2 separate regions of the Mus musculus genome follow, and region 1 is linked to region 2. Evidence: chromatin contacts called from public HiChIP or PLAC-seq data. All regions are on one chromosome and are shown on one strand. The core of a region is the stretch at or near the end of the contact, and the rest is flanking DNA. Distances in the headings are between cores, read along the strand shown. Region 1 holds the start of Yipf1 (Yip1 domain family, member 1). Region 2 overlaps Acot11 (acyl-CoA thioesterase 11).

Region 1 (5,625 bases), core at 1,131-3,630, 520 kb after region 2:
TTTTTTTTTTGAAAAAAAAAAAAAAACAAAGCAAAGCAAAACAAAACAAAACATAACAAGTCTCCTTCAAAGTTTCTACAGAGACACTATGGTGTCCACAATGTGCCTTAAGATGGCAGCTGGCTGCTCTGACCCTTTTTTCTCAGGGCTTCCAATAAAGCTAAGAAAAACTAGTCTGCAGGCTAAGCACGGTATCATACAGTTTAATCCCAGCACTTTAGGGGGAAGATGCAGGGGGAATCGTTATGAATGCAAAGCCAGCCTGGTCTACAGAGCAAGACCCTGTCTCAAGCAGCGCCTGCCTCTGCTGGGATTAAAGGCGTGCGCCACTACGCCCGGCACCCAGTCTGTTTCTTAACTATTGTCAGCATTGGCCTCTTGCTCTTCCAGGGCCTCAGCACCTTGTCTTCGATGTGCATCTCTTCTCAGAGTCTTTAGGAATTGTGATGCTGCCAGCCTGCCCCTCCCCCCATGTCCCACCCATTGTATCACCAGCCATGGGGCTGCCGCTGCTTTCTGACTCGGGTGCACTGGTTCCAAAGGCTGGGTACTGGGGCTGAGGGGATGACTTGTGGGTCATAGCATGGGGACCCGAGTGCGAATCTCCAGCACCCACATAAAGGGCTAGGTATGGTTATGTGTGCCTGGAACCCCATCATTGGGTTAAGCCCCCCCAGGAGAGACTCTCAAGTGAGCATTTGCCCCTATCAGATTGCCCGTAGGCAAGTCCGTGGGGCATTTTCTTGATTGATGATTGATGTGGTGGGACCCAGCCCACTATGGGTTGTGTCACCCCTGGGCAGGTGGTACCGGGTGGTGTGAGAAGGCAAGCCAGTAAGCAGCATTCCTCCACAGTTGTGCCCTGACTTCCCTCAGTGATGAACTAGGACTGGGACGTGTAAGCCACGTCAACTCTTTCCCTGCCAAGTTGCTTTGGTCATGAAGAAGATGAGGAGCCCATAGCGAGCATTTGGGGTGGCCTTTTCTCAGGGTCTGTAGCTGGAGTAAGATCAGTGGGGGTGAGGTTAGCAGCAAATGAGCGAATGTGAGACAGAAGAGGTGTTGGGCATGCTTGCACGTCTGAGTTCATAAGCTGATGTTCATTCCGGACATTCAACAACAGTGCTCCACATGCACTCTGAGCCCAGTTACCCCCTTATATAATAAGGGCGCCCCCCTCGGGTTTGCAGCATTGTTCTGAGAGTTGGAGGTCCTGCATAGACAAAGCCCCTCCATATGAATTATATTAACTAATGTGTGTTATTACACCTGACAGCTTGCCAGTTAGGAAAACATTATCTGGAGAGACGGCTCAGTGGAGCACTGACTGCTCTTCCAGAGATCCAGAGTTCAATTCCCAGCAACCACATGGTGGCTCACAACCATCTGTAATGGGATCTAATGCCCTCTTCTGGGGTGTGTCTGAAGACAGTGGCATACTCACATACATAAAATAAATAAGCAACTCTTTTTTTAAAAAGAAAAAAAAACATTATCAATCATGACTGATATTCAGAGTATGTTAGAAGTCAAATTGGAAGTACCCTGCAGGTGAAGCTAAAGACACTGGTCTCCTTGTATGAGCTGTGAATCAAGTGTCTGCTGTTTACACTGCTCCCTCCCAGACAGCAAAAACTGTCTAGGGACCCTTTCAGTCCGTGATAGAATACTGTGAACAGTAATTGTATGCTACTGCCTTGGCTGGTACTGGCCACCCGGAGACTAGAACCATTCCGGATCTTTTTGTTCTCAGTGTTCACAGGCTGGCAAAGATAAGCAAACAGAATTCAGGCAAGCATTGCCAAAGCAGGGTGAAGCCCAGGGGATTAGCAGAGCAACAGGAGTCCCAGAGGAGACGATAGCATCCCCTATGGGCAGGGGGAGACAGTTTTCCAAGCCTGGAGGTCCAGGTAGGAAGCAAACCACAAGGTCGCTTGCCAGACTATGCCAATGTTGTTAAGTCCTGCTGTTTTCGAGGTGACTGTCAGACACCTAGGTGGTACAGCTGAGGGGCCAGCCCTCTGTGAACAGTGACAAAAGAACTTCTTTGATTCACAAGCCATCTGCTATGGTGCCTTCCTCGCTGGTTAAGTTTTCATGGCCAGAGAAACCAGGAACTGGTGACCTATTTTCTTTTTCTTTTTCATTTTTCTCTTTGCATAAGTAAAACGTATAAACAATGAGTAAAACACTCCCGAACTCCTGAGAATTCGCCCCACTTCGCCTGTCTCTTTAAGACCACCGAGAGGGCGGGACTCAGCACCGAGTTACTTGGCGCTCCGGTGTCTTCCGCGTTTTCCGAGTCTTCGCTGGGTGACCGCGTTTGCTTTAAGAGAGGAGGCGGTGCTCTGCCCGGAGGAGGCGGAGAAATCTAACACCCTCCCCCGGATCTCCGGCTTCCGGGATTGGACTGACCGGCTACCAGTGCAGAGCATCCCAGGCCCCAACCTTTCCTGGACAGTTGGACCTCTTCCTGAGAGGTGAGGGCGTCAGGGCTTCTGGGTCAGTTGGGGAATCTCCTACCCTCCCTGTCCTCTGTTGCTCAAGCATCCCCCACCACCACCCAAACCCTGTCTGTGCATCCCTAGATCCCTGACTGCAGGGTCGCTAACAGTTAAGAGCTACTAATTGCCTGGCTCTTCGCTAAGCTCCTTACACGCACTACCTTATAGAATGGTTTAGACACCTTCACGAACCCATTTTACAGATGGGGAGCCTCAAGGAGCGCACACACAGCAGAGAAACAACAGAATCGGGACTCAAACCCAGGTCTGTCTGGGACCTTAAGCCGGCTGCACTGGAATGCTTTCCCCACCACCTCTCCCAAACCCTAGGCTCCCCTTCCATTTTCTTCCATCTCCAGGCTGCATCTGGCCCCTAAACATTCACGCGGCAGCGAGTGTCCCCCGCAGCCAGTCTCTTTTTGTTGATAGGACACTCTTCTAACTCATGGTCTCCGAGCTCACCAGATAGTCTAGGATAACCTTAAACTTACTCAGTCTCCTGCCTCCGTCTCCTAGGTGCTGGGATCGCCGGCATGCACCAGATTTTGTAGGTCCTGAGTATTGAACCCAGGACTTTGTACTTGCTAGGCAAACATTCAAATGAGCTACCACACCAGCTTTCGGTTCCTCTGTAGGCTGTCCAGTGTCGCTCTGGATGGTTCTTCCCTGCACTGGGTGGATTCCGCTCACAGATGTCCTGATCACAGGCTGGGCTGGACATCCACTCACAGAGTCCTGAGTGCTTCTCGACTCTCCTGTGTTCAGTTCTCACCCGTCACATACTCTATTCCCAGGTGCAGTTCCCTTATTCTCCAGCTCACTCCTCTTCTTTAACTCCGAGAGGCTGCTCAGCTCTATACCAACTCTCTTCCTGAGCTATATTAATATAAATATCAAGTTGTATGACCTGTGATAGTTATATAAACTATCAGTCCCCGTTGAAAGAGTAGGCAAGTGTGTGTGTGGGGGGGAGGGATTGCTCAGCAGGTAAAGGTGGCTGTCCCCAAGCATGGTCCTAGTCCCATTCTGGGTCCCTAAGGTAGAAGGAAAGAACTGAATCCCATAGCCACAGAAGATAAAGAGATGGTAGTAATCATTTTTAGTTTCTGACCCACTATGTGGGGCAGGCCACCCTTAAACTCACAGAGATGTGCCTCCACAGTGTTGAGGTTAAAGGCATGCACTACCACTACAGCTGGCTCTCAAAATTCTTTTACTATGAATTCTTTTTGCAGAGTGTTCCATTTTCCTAAGCTTACATATTTCTTTGTTTTAGACCCCGGAACGTTTTCTACCTTACCCTTGGGAGAAGAGCCTCTGGCTGAATGGCAGCTGTGGATGACTTACAGTTTGAAGGTACGGCAGGCGGGCCTCCCCCTTTATCTTGTGATCACATTTTCCTCTGCCACAGCTACAAATTTTATTACTGCCACATGCCATACTGTAAAGGATTTTATTTCAATCATCTTGGTAAGAGGCTGTTGGGCACGCCCAGGTTTTTCTAGTTTGCTTATTTTTCTCACGGAACTCTTCTGATGGGCAGCAGGCAGCAAAAACTAGGAGTTAGCAGTTGCCTCATCTTTTCTGAGCACTCGCTGTGCAGGCACCGTTGTAAACACTTTACAGGGGACGACTCATGTAATCCTTCTCATATCGGGCTTTTTAAAGTAATCATTCTGCTTGTCTTTTCAGTAAGGAAACCGAGGCACTAAGGAAATCAAGCTATCTGCCTAAGAGTCACACAGTTACTAAACCAGTCAGCCAGGACTGGAATCCGGGCAGTGTGACGTCACAGACTCCCCACTGTCTGATGGAGATTTGATATTAAAGTAGAAGTAACTTCTTGTGCAAATACTGTCACACCACAATTCTCCATCTTGTTTCAGACCACCCATAACAGCATTTGTGCTGGGGAAGCTCTCTAGCCGAGACTCCCAGTTCCCATTCCCTTCAGGTGGCTCCCAACTGCCTATAAATCCAGTTCAGGAGATCTGATGCTGCTCTGGTCTCCACGGGCTCTGCACATAGGTGGCCATATACTCCCCCACCCCCACACATACACATAAGCCTGTTCCTCACCTCCTCCCACCGTCCCATAAGGTACAAGGTCATCTTCCGCCACTGTCACCTAAATTAACACCCCACCTTCCGATGTCACTTGCTTCGCAACTCACTGGGAGTGAAGGCCTGGATAACCAGGGCCCACTGCCTCTGCTGGTCTCTGTCCTTTTGTAGCTCATGGCCTTTCCCACGTTTGCCTGACACACTGGGCTTGCAGCCTCACAGAGAGCCAGCTTGGGACGTTTGCTCTGTTTTTCAATTCCAAGTTGTCTTTCTTCAGCTCTTGCTTGCACAGTGCAAGGGGGTGCAAGTATTGTGGACAGCATTTGCAGAGCCCCCTGGGCGGCGGGAGGAAGATTGTTTAATTTTTTTCCTCTTTAAGAAACAAAAAGTTGGTCCATGTTCCAGATCATAGCAGAGGTTGTCGGCCCAAGGCGGCTTGAAAGGAGGCAGGCCGTGATGAACGTGAGGCTATACAATGGTTAAGGACTTCGGCTTCAGGGAAGAGCATGTGGTCCTTGGGGTGGCCTGGAAGGCTGTCCTGAGGAAGATGGTAGACGAGAAGGTGGAGTTCAGGTGGCTTCTGGCAGAAGTCATGTGCTAGGAAAAGATGGACGTAAAAGACGGCTTCAGAGAGGCCAGGACGCAGAGACAGAGAACGTTACTGTCAGAAGAGATACACTTCTGATGGTGCCTTCCGTGTCTTCCGGCGTGCACACGCTTCCTGCTCTGCCCCTGGGTCCTTCTCAGCCCTTTGTGTAGCACCCATGGCCATTCTTATTGGGTGTTTTCCTCAGAAGGAGTCTGACCCCATCAGCGCAGCGAGCCGTATCTTCCTTCTGGCCCCTCTGACCTCGTGCTTGCCCAGTGGCGCTCTGTTCCTCCCCTTCCTGGTGTGCCTTCTCACTAGCAAAGTAGTGCTTTTGAAATATGTATGATTTAAGTGGGTCTCCCTTCATGTGGCTCCCTTTGACAGTGTTGTGACCATCTTTTAACTGTTAGTGCACAGCTAATCAAAGCATTGGGATGCTCAGAGACAGTCTGCATCGCTGCTGAGGAA
Region 2 (5,364 bases), core at 1,293-3,792:
TCAGTGTCTCAAGGGAAGAAGAGTGATAGAGCAGGACACTTGATGTCCTCCTCTGGCCTCCGCCAGTATGCACTGCTCACACGTGTGTGCAAGACACACGTAAACAAAGAAAAAACCAATCAGAATTTCTCACCTACATACAATACATAACACACATATACACACAGTTACACACATATATAAATACATACCTACACATACATTCTCATACATATGTACGTACACACCACACACACTCACACATACACAACCACATATATATACATACATACATACATACATACATACATACACACAATCACATACACAGGTACACACATATATACACACATACACAGACAGACACACACACACATACACATGCGTGCACACAAACACTCTCTCTCTCACACACACACACTCCTCACAGGGTATGTTTTAGGGAAGAACAAGATGCTAGTCTGGTCTCTTCAGGCCTCATAAGGGATCTGAAGGAAGTGAGGAGCCACCTGACTTTGGGAAACCAAGGCTGCCTTATGGAGGCCCATGGGGAGCTCCCCCTTCAGGCCTCTGACCCAAGCTAGACCACACCCTAGGGTGGATCACAGCCTGTTCTCATGTCACAGATAGGACAAGGCCAAGGAGTGGAGAGACAGATGTGAGAATGGACCCATAGGTCCCCAGTGAGCAGGTGGAACAAAGGTCTCCTCTGGGCCCCCAGTCTGGGGCTGGTTTCCTAGGTCTCTGAAGAGCCAAGGTGAGGTTCATACAGAACTTTCTAACTGTGAAGGAAATGTCCACATGAAGAGGCAAGAAGTACCCTAAGAAAGCCAACAGTAATGCCCTCCTATAAGCAAGTTCTTGGGAGTTGGAGGCACAATGATCAGGAGTTCAAGGACAGTCTCGGCCACATAGTTCAAGGCCAAGAGGTCTCAAATACGGAGCAAGGATAAGAGTGGAGGGCGGGTGAGAGCAGACCAGCAGGCAACAGTTCTACTGTGTGGCAGCCCTTACAGTCATCCTACTGGAGTTCAGTACGCAATCATAAATCCTGACAGGGACAGGTTTCCCTCCAGCACTGGACTAAAGCTAAAGCTGGGTTGTCTACAGAACATCCCGAAGGCACGAATGTAAAGCTGAGGCCCTACTTTTCTCCCTCCCAGCGACAGCCCTGCCCACTGAGGGCTGCCTCGAGTAGCATTAATTGATGAATTTATGACCCACTGATGGTGACTAAGGCTCCCGAGGAAGCTCCTGGAAAGATACCTATATCATATGGAAGGGGGCCAGAAAGCCAGTCCTCAGGGGGTCACACACCATTTCCTTGTCAGACAGGCTCTTTCCTGGCCCTCCACAAGTGTCTCCTCCCCTAGAGAAGCTTACAGGCTAAGCCAAATGTCACCTACTCCAAGAAGCCTACCTGGACCCCTCTTGAGTGATGAGGGCCACCTCAGCCTTCTTCGGCCACAGTCTAGCCACGATGTCTTTATCAGTTTATACCCACCTGAATTGTCCCATCAGCCTAGGGGCCCTAGAGGACAGGTCTGGCCTGGCTCATGCCAATGTTCCCAAAGTACTCTGGTCCTTTTCATCATTGTATGACTCTAATGTCACCGTCTACCTGCAGAGAAGCTACTCCTGGAATGGCAGGGATACACACACAGGCCTGTGGCCAGGGGAGTGGCAGAGGACCCAGCTAGCTGTGCCATCTGTCCTGCAGTCACAGGGCAGAGCAGGCCTAAGACAAAGATGTCAGGCTCAGCCAGGTCAGCCTAGGACATGGTGAGAAGCCACAGCACCCGGGGTCCTGCCCAGCTGAAGCTGCGGTCAGGCAAGATTATTATTATTTTTTAAAAATTTATTTATTTGTTTGTTTGTTTATTATTTATATACTACACTGCAACTGTCTTCAGACACACACCAGAAAAGGGCATCAGATCCCATTACAGATGGTTGTGAGCCACCATGTGGTTGCTGGGATTTGAACTCAGGACCTCTGGAAGAGCAGTCAGTGCTCTTAACCGCTAAGCCATCTCACCAACCCAAGATTATTATTTTTTAACTTAGTTGTTTTTATGTGCCTGGGTGCTTTGCCTGCATGTACATCTAGAGCTGTGCCCGATGTCCGTGGAGCCAGAAGAGGGCGCTGGATTCCCTGGAACTGGAGTTACAGGCGGTTTTTAGCCACCATGTGGGTTGCTGGGAATACAACCTGCGTCCTCTGAAAAGTAACAAGTGCTCCCCCCCCCCCGCCCCCCAAGTTATTTACTTCATTTACATTTCAAATGCTATCCCGAAAGTCCCCTATACGCCCCCCCCCCAAACAAGTGCTTTTTAACTACTGAGCCTTCTTTCCAGCCCCTGGACAAGATGGTTTAATCCTCTAACTAGTTCAATAGTTCAAAGTGATGTAAACCCAGGGCCTTGACTCATTTGTAAAGGCAGTTGAACACCGCAGCCTCACAAAGCAGTTAGGGACATTTAGCAGAGGCTCAGCAGACACCATCATCTTACCATCTCACCTGACTGACAAGCCCCGTCACTGAACCACAGAGGAAACCCACAGACAGATAAGAAACGGGAGATGATTATTTACCACCGCCAGTGACATGCAAGTTCTGTAGCCTACCCCAAAGAGGCCTGCAGACGTGGAATCTGGCTCACGGAGCAGGCTGCAGCCTACACAGGCCAAGTGAGTTGGTGCCTCTGAGGCTGATCTCTGGACCCTTCCACTCTCCAGCAAAAGTAGCCGGCAGCTCTCCCAAGGCTCTAAGAGGCAACATAGTTGCACTACAGCCCTAGGCATAGATGAGTGGTAGTACTGCGGCTCAGACTCTGTCATGTGTGCTATGGGGTCAGCTCAGACAGCCTGGGTCGTCCCCCCCCCCACCTACACTCTGTGTACAAGGAATGACAGCAAGTCCACTCACTGGGGTTGCCTCCACAGTCAAACTGAAGCTGAATATGGCCCCAGGCTAGCAACTGCCCAAGCCCAGGCACCTCCTTCAGTGCCTCATGAGCTCCTGGATGGTCCTAACACAACTTCCTGTTGAGACAGGAAGGTAACTAGGACCACTGGGGGCTAGTCAATCAATGAAGACAAGGTCACGGTGGCACACTCCTTTAATCCCTATACTGGGGAGCCAGAGGCAGGCAGATCTCTGTGAGTTCAAGGCCAAACCTTATGGTAACATAAGGAGTTCCAGGCCGGCCAGGGCTACATGATAAGACCCTATTTCAAAGATTGAAATAACTAAAAAATAAACTAAGCCAGGGATCAGAGAACCCCCAGAAAGCTCACAGAAAATAGCCACAATGCTCCAAACACCAACCCAGACCCAAGGCCACTACCGTGGCTTCAACCTCAGCCAACTGGCAGCTTGGCTCAGGCCACTCTACACTCCTGAGAGTCTATTCAGCAGCTCAGATACCTGGCACTCCTCTGCCTTAAATCCTACAAGAGAACAGTTCCCTCTGCCTGGATGAGCCTCCCTGAGACCCACCTCCTCAGCCTCCAGGCCCTTGCTCAGATACCACCTAGTTAGGACCCCGCCCCCATCCTCTCAGTCCCTGCTCCCCAGAGAGCTTGAGTTTAAAGCCCTTCAGTGCCACTTGACAATTGTGTGGCCTCTGGAAGGTGACTTAACCTCTCTGGTTTTGTTTCATCCTTTTTTTTTTTTTTTTTTTTTTTGTGGGTTTGGTTTGGTTCTTCGAGACAGGGTTTCTCTGTGTAGCTCTGGCTGTCCTGAAACTTGCTCTGTAGTCCAGACTGGCCTCAAACTCACAGCTCCACCTGCCTCTGCCTCCTGAGTGCTGGGATTAAAGGTGTGCAGCAGCCACCGCCCAGCCTCCCAATGCATTTTTAATATAGGGCACAAGAGCATTCTCTGCTTCAGAGCTCTAAGGACTGAGTTCATGCATGCTCAGACTCAAGTAGCACTTATTATTACTGATATTCACAGCATTCATGCCAGCTTCCATTGTCGTGGTTTGCCTGCCTTTACAGTCTCTCTATTAGCTCAGCCGCTGGGATCTATGCTGTCACAAGTCAGCATACTCCAGCACCTGCCCTACACAGGTATGCCAATCCCTAGGAAACACCGACATAGGGAACAAAAGAACTGGGCATAACATTCTAAGGGGCATTGTTGACTCTGGAGCCAAGGAGGATGGGGAGTCAAAGGGCAGGTGATGGCTGAGCTGGGTTTGTAAGAATAAATCCAAATCATCAGAGTGAGAACACTTTGGGTGTCTGCCCATGGCTAAGGCTGGGGTTCATATGTGGCTCCCGAGAAAGCTGTTAATGGTTGGTCCTCAATTCTCCTGCAGAGCGAGCCTTCTAGGACCACCACAAGCTCTTCCAGTCCTTGGGGTCAGCCATTTTGAGCTCTTGTTGTATGACAGGCATTAGCATTTTCTGTCTGTAGGCCTCCCCTCCCACACCTGAAGCACCCCTGCCACACAGTGAGGACAACCATCAGAGTGCCACCACACAGTCAGGACCACCATCAGTGTGGTTTGCCAACTCCTCACATTCAGACTCAAGGTTAGGGTACTTTCTAGGGTCACCTAGACACAGGGACTCAGGGACAAACACCTGGCCTAAAGTCACACAGTGAGCAATAGGGTGAAAATGTTTTTTTTTTCCTGTGTATGTTTGCATGTGTTTTATATGAGTGTGTAGTACATGTGAACATGCAGGTGTGTATGCCCATGTGCATGTCTGAGATCGTCTCTATTTTATTGCTTTGAGACAGGATCTCTTACTGAACTGGAAGCTCACTATTTTCTCTAGGCTGAAATCCCAGCCAGTCCCTAGGACCTGCCTGTCCCTACCCTTCAAGGCTGGGATTACAGGCTCACACAGCTATGCCAAGCTCTTTGAATAGGTGTTTAGAATTTGAACTCGTATCTTTTTGTTTGTACATCACATCTCTACCCACTGAGCCAATTTCCCAGACCTGGAAATGAGACCCTAACGTGATAGCGCACACTTGTACTCCCGTGACTCAGGAAGCTGAAGCAGGAGGATCAGGAGTTCGAGACCATCCCGAGCTACAGAGTGAGAATGTCTCAAAACAACAGAAAGGCAAGATTCTAATCCAAGGGCTACTTCCCAAACCTCAGTGTAGTCTGGGCTGGGGAGGATGAAGTATGGAGAGGGCCCTCCAGCTATCCTGAGACTTGGATAAGTGGTGGGTCATAAGAAGGTCTGCAGCAGCACCCAGGCCAATGAGCAGAGCACAGATGCATGCTGCTGGCTCCAGTCTCCATCAGCTTGACATTAGCACCTGAGCAAGGAGTCTCAGGCGAATGGGGCCAAATAGCTCATCAAAACAGTCCCCAAGCGCCATTGGTAGCTGATCTGGACCAGGCTAGAACTGA

What was found. HiChIP or PLAC-seq counts read pairs in DNA pulled down with a chosen protein or histone mark.
Region 1: an H3K27ac HiChIP or PLAC-seq map of embryonic stem cells shows a contact between it and region 2, with 5 times the contacts expected there. The contact joins the promoter of Yipf1 here to the enhancer-like site in region 2. A contact is called at or near these places in 1 of 39 promoter capture datasets (embryonic stem cells), 1 of 484 Hi-C or Micro-C datasets (CD4 T cells), 9 of 115 datasets of contacts at active chromatin or transcription factors (astrocytes, bone marrow-derived macrophages, embryonic basal ganglia and 3 more) and 4 of 9 other capture datasets (adipose tissue, embryonic stem cells, liver and 1 more).

What each region holds. Positions count from the first base shown.
Region 1 is chr4:107,311,983-107,317,607 of GRCm38.p6, forward strand. Yipf1 (Yip1 domain family, member 1) reads left to right here and starts at 2,381. Exons shown (of 10, transcript NM_145550.3): 1 at 2,381-2,480; 2 at 3,781-3,860. The coding sequence starts at 3,830.
Region 2 is chr4:106,791,904-106,797,267 of GRCm38.p6, forward strand. All of the region lies in intron 1 of Acot11 (acyl-CoA thioesterase 11), which reads right to left. Among named protein-coding and RNA genes, the nearest start is that of Acot11, 5.2 kb to the right of the region's middle. Within about 2 kb of position 2,543, at least 56 of the 459 cell types and tissues checked have an H3K27ac peak or open chromatin away from gene starts, as enhancers often do.